2 separate regions of the Zea mays genome follow, and region 1 is linked to region 2. The links are chromatin contacts, called in public Hi-C maps. All regions are on one chromosome and are shown on one strand. Each heading gives the region's core, a stretch centred on a gene start, on an enhancer-like site or on the middle of the called end of the contact. The rest is flanking DNA. Distances are from core to core; before and after follow the strand shown.

Region 1 (3,976 bases), core at 927-3,426, 350 kb before region 2:
CTTTGAGGAGTTCACCCTCATCCATCTCCAATTCCTGCTCATCCGCTATCTCAACACCCATTCCTTTCACAAAGTTGTTAAGCTCTTGGGAACTAAGAAGGTCTTCATCACTGTCTTCAAAGTCTACCTTCTCATTGTTTTCATCCCCCAGATTTTCCCCCTCTTCATTGCATTTGTCACATTCATTGGTTTGTGGATCTGTAGCAAACATTGCTTCTTTAAACTCAGAGGAAGATGTTTTCTGATTTACAGGAATCAGAGGGACCTTCCCACTTTCATGAATATCACTTTTGGGTTTTTTCCCTCCATTGTCACCCAAACCGAACTCGTTCGGCTGTAAATCAACAGAAGATCTCTTTCTCATACTAGCTTCTTCCTCATTCCATCCTTCAGTTTCTACCTTTTCCACCTTAAAATAAATGTCATATAAGAGATGCTTGACTCCTATCTCAATGACAGGTGGAATCCTCGCGATGCTCTTCACATGCACTTTAAATCTAACCATGTCATTGGATTTCAGAGCGGCCAGATCCACTTCTTCCACAGCTCCTAAAACCGAACCCAACTCACATATGGCTTGATAGTTCAACAATTCTTCAGGCACATTATCGGCCTTAATCCAAACTGAGTGCAATCTGGATTTAGCCAAAACCTGAGAGTTCCACACAGTTACTACAATCTTAACCCCTGAAATCTTCATCTTCAACTCAGTAAAGTTGGTCAGTTCATCAAGCCTGTCCTGTGATGGGAATTGCATCAGGAAACCAAGATGACACTTATCAGCTTTCCAGGGTCGTCCCCATGGAAAATGGAAGCTAAAATCCCTCTCCAGATCACCAGCAGACACAATCCCCTCCACAATTTTGACTAATCCCAACAGGCTCCTCTTTGTTTTTTTTGGAAATGTTCTTTCCAAACTGAGAGGAGTAAAAACTCAAACCATCTGCTGCCATTCCCACTAATGGCATAATAGGTTTGTTCTGTCTTGGCCACACACATTTCGCAGTTACATGAGTCTCTTTCATGCAGATATCACACCACAAAGCCCTAGAACAATCTCTGGCATGATGACCTTCATCACCGCATTTTTGGCAGAATGTGCGACGACTTCCTTCTACCTCCAGCATCCCAGGGAGAGTCGGGGATTTAGGGTTACCTGGGTTATTCATGTCACCAGATGATGATCCAATCACCTCTCCCTCAGATTTCACGTGTGAGGGTCGGAGTCGCCAGCTCATATTGCGGTGTCTTCCCCAAGCATTGGGTGGATTCCTCGCCTCCTTAGAGTTCCACCGATCCCACTGTGAGGGTTTCAGCCTTGGGTCCATCTTCTCTGAAGTTTCACCAGCGAGCTCACCCCCTCCCCCTCCTGGCTGAGGACCAAAGTCTGGCGGGCGGAAAGGGATGGATCGCCACCCTCCAGAGAAACTCTCCGCTTGTGGGTAGGCAGCGCCCACAGCGAAGCTAGAAGCACGGACAGGTGTTCTGGGGATCGAGCACCAATAAGATCAAGAGGAAACCCTACCTCGTTCAACTTGTTGCCAGCCTTCTGGGCTGCGATCCACCCCCTGGAGATGGAGCCCGAGTCGAGACACCTTGGCTGCCCCTTCCTCGGGTCATCCGCTTTCACGGCCCATCCATGCTCTTCAGGAATCCACGAACCAGGCCGATTTCCCCCTGCGTTGCTCTTTTGCGAATTTGTCCAGGGAGAATGAGATTTTCTGCTCGCCGGCTTCTGGGCTTTGCGTGAGAGCCCCTGCAACCCAGGTGGAGGAAGAGGTGGTGGGGGAGGGAGGGGCGCGGGAAGGAGGGGCGTCAGGGGAGAGAGGGGCACAGGCATCTCCCTCGTGTTTCGCAGGTGCAGGCTGGAGCGGGAGCTGCGGGAGGAGATCAGGAGGAAGCCCAACCGCTTCGCTATCTAGAGTTTGCTCATGTCCTTTCTTCTCTCGGCGGCGGGGGAGATGGCGCCTCCGCGGCCCTCGTGGCCATTTGCGAGCGCAACGAGCCGGCTGTGGGACGTGGATTTCCGGTAGCCGGTGGACGGCGTGATGAGCGAGGAGGAACCGGGGGCGGGGATTCCGATCTGCGCGCCTCGGCGTCGCTCGCTCGCTTGCGTGGGTGGCGAGTGGCTAGCTACCTAGGTGTGCGTGTCGTGTTTATATATCGGCCATTTATGGGAGGTTGAGTGTGTTGCCATTTCAGAAGAAAGAGGAGGCAGCGCAATCTATCTCTGGGTATGCAGGACAGGACAGGTGCTCAATACAGGGGAGGACCGCGATGGCTGGACTGGACCCGGCACACTCGCTTCGAGCGACTTTTTGTTTTGGTGCCCCTCTTCCTCATTCCGTGGCTGCTCGACGTGAACCGTGTCCAGAGCAGTCAGCTGGCCCACTCCACATTTTCCCGTAGCGACGAACCCGGGAGCCCATCACTGCAGCACAAAGCAGTTCGGACCGAAGGCCCACGGCCCGTTTCCCTTCCGCCTTATCCCTCCGATCGCTGTCGGATTATTCGAGAGCAACAGATGGAGGCCGGCCTGCGCGCGCTAGGCCACCGCTACTTCGGCGGCGGCGGCGGTGGCCTCGGTGGGTTCGCGGCCGCGCGTGCCACCCGGCTCCGGCGCCAGCGCCAGCGCCGCATGGCCGCCTTCTGCTCCCGTGAGTGGCAAGGGATTCCCCCACTTCCCCCCTCCACTTCCTACCGCTCCGGCGTGTCTGTGTATCTGACGTCCCTCCCCACGCTCGCAAACGTCTCTGCAGTCGCTGTTAATGGAGATGGGAATGGCGCCGCGGGTGGCCCCGTGGGGAGCGGCGTCGAGGTGGCGCGCGCCAGGAGGATGCTCCATGTCGTGCTCGTCTCGCCGCTGGTAAGTGGTAGTAAGTACTAACTGCTGCCTTAATTTTTTGAGGTTTCAGCTCTCTCGTTCATGTGGCCGACTGCTGTTCTATCCTATTGATGCAATGGGATGCGATATATAGTCTGTCTTCCATTTTGAGCTCGAATTATACGGTCACTGGTTGTATAAGAAGAGTTGGGAGTGGCGCACTGCGCCTTGTGATGATATTGTCTGTTCAACTTCCCACGTGTGAGGATGCCTAAATCTGATAGATTCGGTTCATCATACGGAAGAGAATAACTCTAACCCTTGTATGATCTGTCGGCATACAAATAAATATAGAGATAGAGAGAGGGGGTCTAGTCTAATCTGTTTTTACAGACACAGAACGGCACTCTACTACTTTAAATCGTACACCACATGAACAATACCATATAACATGTGTTGAATGGATAATACAAGATATCCTAATCTACCTGCTGTTTTGCTCGGTGGACAATAGGTTGAAGCCAGAGTTAAAGTTTGGTTGGGGTGAGTGGGTAAGCTAGTAACCAGTGGCGAAGCCAGAGTTAAAGTTTGGTTGGGGGGGGGGCAAACTAGATTGAGAGGGGCCGCTAGAGGGTATTTTGCGTTATTTTTAGGGTGATTAGCTAAGAAATTTAATGATAATGACTTCTATAAAATTAGGAAAGGATTAGGGGAGGACATTGCCCCCCTCTGCCTCTCTCTGCCGTCGGCCCTGCCAGTAACTATATATTTGCCGTGCAATACTACCTGGATTAAGGCATGCCATACTAGTGTTGCAAACTAGTAACTAGTTGCAATATAACACTATTAACTTGATTTTTTGACTTGCTTATGCTGTCGTTACTGAATTATGGGTGACTACTTCACAGATACCAGGAAATACAGGGTCCATTGCAAGGACATGTGCAGCATCTGCAGTTGGCCTGCATCTTGTCGGGGTAAGGTTAGTCTCTGGATTATTTTCTGTGTTATTTAGTAAGGGGTTCTTGATGCAGCAGCATCTTTCTTGCCCCATGTCTTTCATCCATCTACAGTGTTTTGTTGTTAACTGAAACATGCCTGGTTTTTCTCCTTCCAGCCATTAGGCTATAAGGTAGACGACACGAAGTTGAA
Region 2 (4,024 bases), core at 10-2,509:
GAGTGATGATAACAGTAGTGTGCTATCATATATACACCTAGGGAGGGAGACAGGGGCCATGCCAATTGGCATGTGGAGGCCGGAGACGCCATGCCGAGTGATTGGAGGGAACGAATGTCTTCTGCTGCCGCTTGTGCTATGACTGGCTGTGCATCAACCGAACATTACAATTTTTTTTTTTTTACTCGCGTGAACAAAAAAGGTTAAAAGGGGTCCGTGATCTACATCCAGACCAGCTGGTGCATGGCGATGTGTGTTTGGACTTTGGAGGAAGGATCCACGAAGAAAGTGCTTGTCCCTCCCCCGACTGGAAGCGGGAATAAAGCCTCAATGGAACATTTAAAAGAGGAGGGGGATCAGAGCAGAGGTGGTGACAAATTAAAGGAGGCCGCTGATATTGACGAAGGACGGCTTCTTTGTTCCTTTGTGGTTTTATTGATTATCACGTAGTCATCGTATCTAGATTGGTTTTTTTAAAAAAATACCGTACGTCCAGTAAGACGGAGGGGTAATGAGCTGTAGATTTTTATATAATAAAAATCAGATCTGATTACAAACGGACTATATTTCTATTTGTTTTTTAACTAAAATTAATTAAAGACTCAAACAAATGGTGAAGTAACATTTAATCTATTACCACCCCTCGAACGTGGAGAGAGGATGGTTTTGCGATGGGTTTTATGGGTCGGGTTTTGCTTTGTAGTTTCTATTGTCAGGTACAAATTACCGTTACAAACCAAAAGGGAACGCATCCTGTGTTCATAGAGCTCTTGTACTCATATGAACACTTTAAATCTGATGCATTTATTTCTCATCTAGGAGGTGAGGGCAGCAGTGGCACACAGAAGAGACAGTCAACGCGGCACAACAAGGGTGGCACACAGAAGAAACTAAGAAATGTTTATTCACACTTGATAAGAAATGAAGGTACAAGATTTAAAGTGCTCATATGAGCACAAGAGCTCTATAAGCATATGATACGTTCCCAAACTAAAAAGAATGCATATATAGAAATGAATTTCGGACAATGCCAATCAAAAGGGTCAAACAAAAAAACAAACAAACAGGAAGGCCCACTTGCCGGCGTGCACCTCACCACGCGGTGACCGGATCCGGCCAATTCCCGAGCCCAAAAAGAAGAAAAGAAAAGCGCGCACACACATACACCCAGACAGCAGTAGACGCACACTCGCCTTCCTGACGTCGGTTGGATTTAAGCAGAGCGCAGAGGAGAGCAACCACTCGCCCGCTCGCCCACCACGATCTCCCTCCCCTCCGCACGCCGCACGGGGCGTTGCAGACCCCCAGCCAAAGGCAGGCCGCGACCCGGAGCACGCCGGCCGGTCGCGGGCGTCGTCGTCGCCTCCCGCGCCGCCGCCCTGCTGCTCGCTCCCGCATTGGATCGCGCTGCGGTTGGCGACTCGGTGTGGTCTGCTGCTGGTGACTGAAGCCGGCCCACGCGGAGACGGTGAGCCGCTGCTCTTCGCTTCTCGCCACTCCCTTGCCTTCTCTCTCTCTATCTCGTGTTATGTTATGTGTGGAGGAGCCTGGAGCCCTGCGCCGCGGAACGGAAGCTTCCGCCGGATCTCTCTCTCTCTCTCTCTCTCTCTCTCTCTCTCTCTCTCTCTCTCTCTCTCTCTCTGCTAGGCCGCGGATTACTAACGCCCGCTGGATTTGAACTTGTTTCTAAGCTTTCTCTGGCTTCGGCTCTCGATTCCGGGGAGCGGTTCTGTCTGCCGGGCCGGGACCTCCGCCGCTCCACCTGAGTTTGGGGCCTTTGTATGCTCCGTGACGGCAGCATTGTTCTGCTTGTCTACCAAGTTTTAATTTTGTTCCCCCCATTCATGAGATTTCGTGAGGGAATCGGGCAGGCGCGTGGGGACAGGATCACGCCTGGCGGGCGCTAGCTAGTCCGCGATCCGCATTTCTGAATCCCGGCGCCTAGCCGTTGTCATGGGCAGGCCAGGTGCGTCGGTGCTTGGTTACTGCTTCCGGATTCGTTGCCCTGCTATTCCCTTCTCCGGATCCGCTCCCGCACGACCGGCGAGGTGGTTGCGGATTTATTATTAGAGTTTCGTGGCGGCGGTTTGGTTGGATTGGTCCGCATTTATGAAGGAATGTTCTCCCCCTTTTAAGCTGTTCGTGTGCTCGGAGTATTGAATTGCCTGTTCCTGGCCACTACGGGAGGGAGGCCCTGGGCCAGGCGGCCAGCCTACCCCCGCTCTGGGTTTTGTGATTGGCCATTTCCGGCAGCTGTTACCGTTTCTTGATTTGTGTCATGGAGTGGGGAAAAGGTTTTTGGTTCGCGAGTGGCTCCTGATGCATGTTTGGCAACCTTTCCATGATGCTGCTACTGTCTTTACCTTGAGTAGAGTGCAGTTCGGTGGTGCGTTTCCCTATTTATGTGGTAATTTAGTCGTTTTATAGTTCTCTCTAGGTAACCGTCTTGTACCGATTCTGATTGGTACTCGTGTTCAAGGTAAGCTTTTGAGTTGTCATGTCTGAGATAAGCTTTTGAGTTCAACGATCTTGCCATTCATTAACTACCACCAAATTTAGTAGGGCTGTTTGGATCACCAAAGTGCAGCTTAACCTTGATCAACTACCTAAAATAGATGGGATCCCAATAAAACTCTTTACCGGTCCTGTCCATTGGCAGTCGGCACTTTGATTTCAATTTCACATCACAGAGTTAGGTCCTGTTTGGAATTCACATCATAGAGTTCAGCTGGCCAAATTAGCTGGCTAAAGTTTAGCTGGGTTGGATCCATACAGGGCCCTAAAGGTTCTAATGGAAGCGAGAGCAAGCTTGATCTGAGTTCAGATAGGTTACCTTCACGATTAATAACCACACTTTTAATGTGTGCATTTCACTTCTTTACTTTTTAGTGTGCCCATCGCCAATCTTCTTAACTGATTGGGTTGGAAGTTGGTCACATTTTTATTTAATGAAGGTTTCTCCTTTTAGCATGAGCACTTTTCTGGGCCTCCTGTTTCTTCTGAATCCTGATCCGAGTGTCATCAGTGTTGTATTTATTTTAACATGCTTGCTTTTGGAAGCCTGATCATTTTTGCAGAAGTTGCTAGAACAACTTAACCATCTGTGCTTATTATTTCTCCAGGCATCAAGTTTCTAACAATTTGAAGTATCCCGAAATGGGCGCAAGAGATAACGGGGAGGGGAGAGATGAGAAGAGGGGGACTGGATCAGATTATGTACCTGCTAGAGACTCCTTTTCATCACAAGGTGAGTCTCGGGTTCCAAAGAGGCTCGGTAAAAAGGAGTCAAAAGATAATAGCCCCCGAACGACCAAAAGCAGCGCCAGCCGTCAAGCTCAAAACAAGCTGCAACATAAAGGATTAAACAATGTACAGAACAAGCCTCAGAAACAAAAGAAAACAGTTAGTGCTGCTAAGGCTGTTGACGTTAGAAAACCAGATATTACAAGAATTCCTTCCCGCCCTCCATCAGAATTGTCTGAGGAAACAGACGATATAATCAGTGATGCTGGAACTGTTGATGATAGAGGCACTGAGGAGGCCAAGGAGATCAATGTGTTAGATGAAGCTCCACGCTGTGATCAGAGTACTGGTACTGATGATGAAATTCCTGATATTGAAGACAAGGTAGTTGATCATGGAAAATCAGTTGTAGATCAAGGCAATGAGGAATTAGTGCTGAAAATCGACAAGTTGGAACAAGAACTTCGTGAAGTTGCTGCTCTTGAAGTTTCCCTGTACTCTGTAGTGCCCGAGCATGGAAGTTCAGCACATAAGTTGCACACCCCAGCTCGGCGTCTGTCTAGGTTATATATCCATGCATCCAAGTCTTGGTCTGAAGATAAGAGAGCTTCGGTAGCAAAAAGCATTGCTTCTGGTCTTGTTCTTGTTGCAAAGTCCAGTAGCAATGATGCTTCGAGGTATAACTTAGCTGCATTTAATCTGAAATTTTTAGCTCCATCATAACATTACTCAAAAAACCCCCTCGAACTAACAAACTACTATTGTTATAGGCTGACATTCT

What was found. A called contact is a pair of places that touch in the nucleus more often than the background predicts.
Region 1: a contact with region 2 is called in a Hi-C map of tassel, with 2.6 times the contacts expected there. The contact joins the promoter of LOC109943479 here to the promoter of LOC100382159 in region 2. A contact is called at or near these places in 3 of 25 Hi-C or Micro-C datasets (ear, leaf mesophyll and tassel).

What each region holds. Positions count from the first base shown.
Region 1 is chr1:192,215,833-192,219,808 of Zm-B73-REFERENCE-NAM-5.0, reverse strand. It overlaps LOC109943479, which reads right to left and starts at 2,176. Exons shown (of 2, transcript XR_002749676.2): 1 at 1,526-2,176. LOC103641996 reads left to right here and starts at 2,482. Exons shown (of 7, transcript XM_008665309.3): 1 at 2,482-2,657; 2 at 2,760-2,866; 3 at 3,733-3,801; 4 at 3,942-3,976. The coding sequence starts at 2,525.
Region 2 is chr1:191,863,375-191,867,398 of Zm-B73-REFERENCE-NAM-5.0, reverse strand. It overlaps LOC100382159, which reads left to right and starts at 1,259. Exons shown (of 8, transcript NM_001366774.1): 1 at 1,259-1,468; 2 at 3,123-3,920; 3 at 4,014-4,024. The coding sequence starts at 3,157.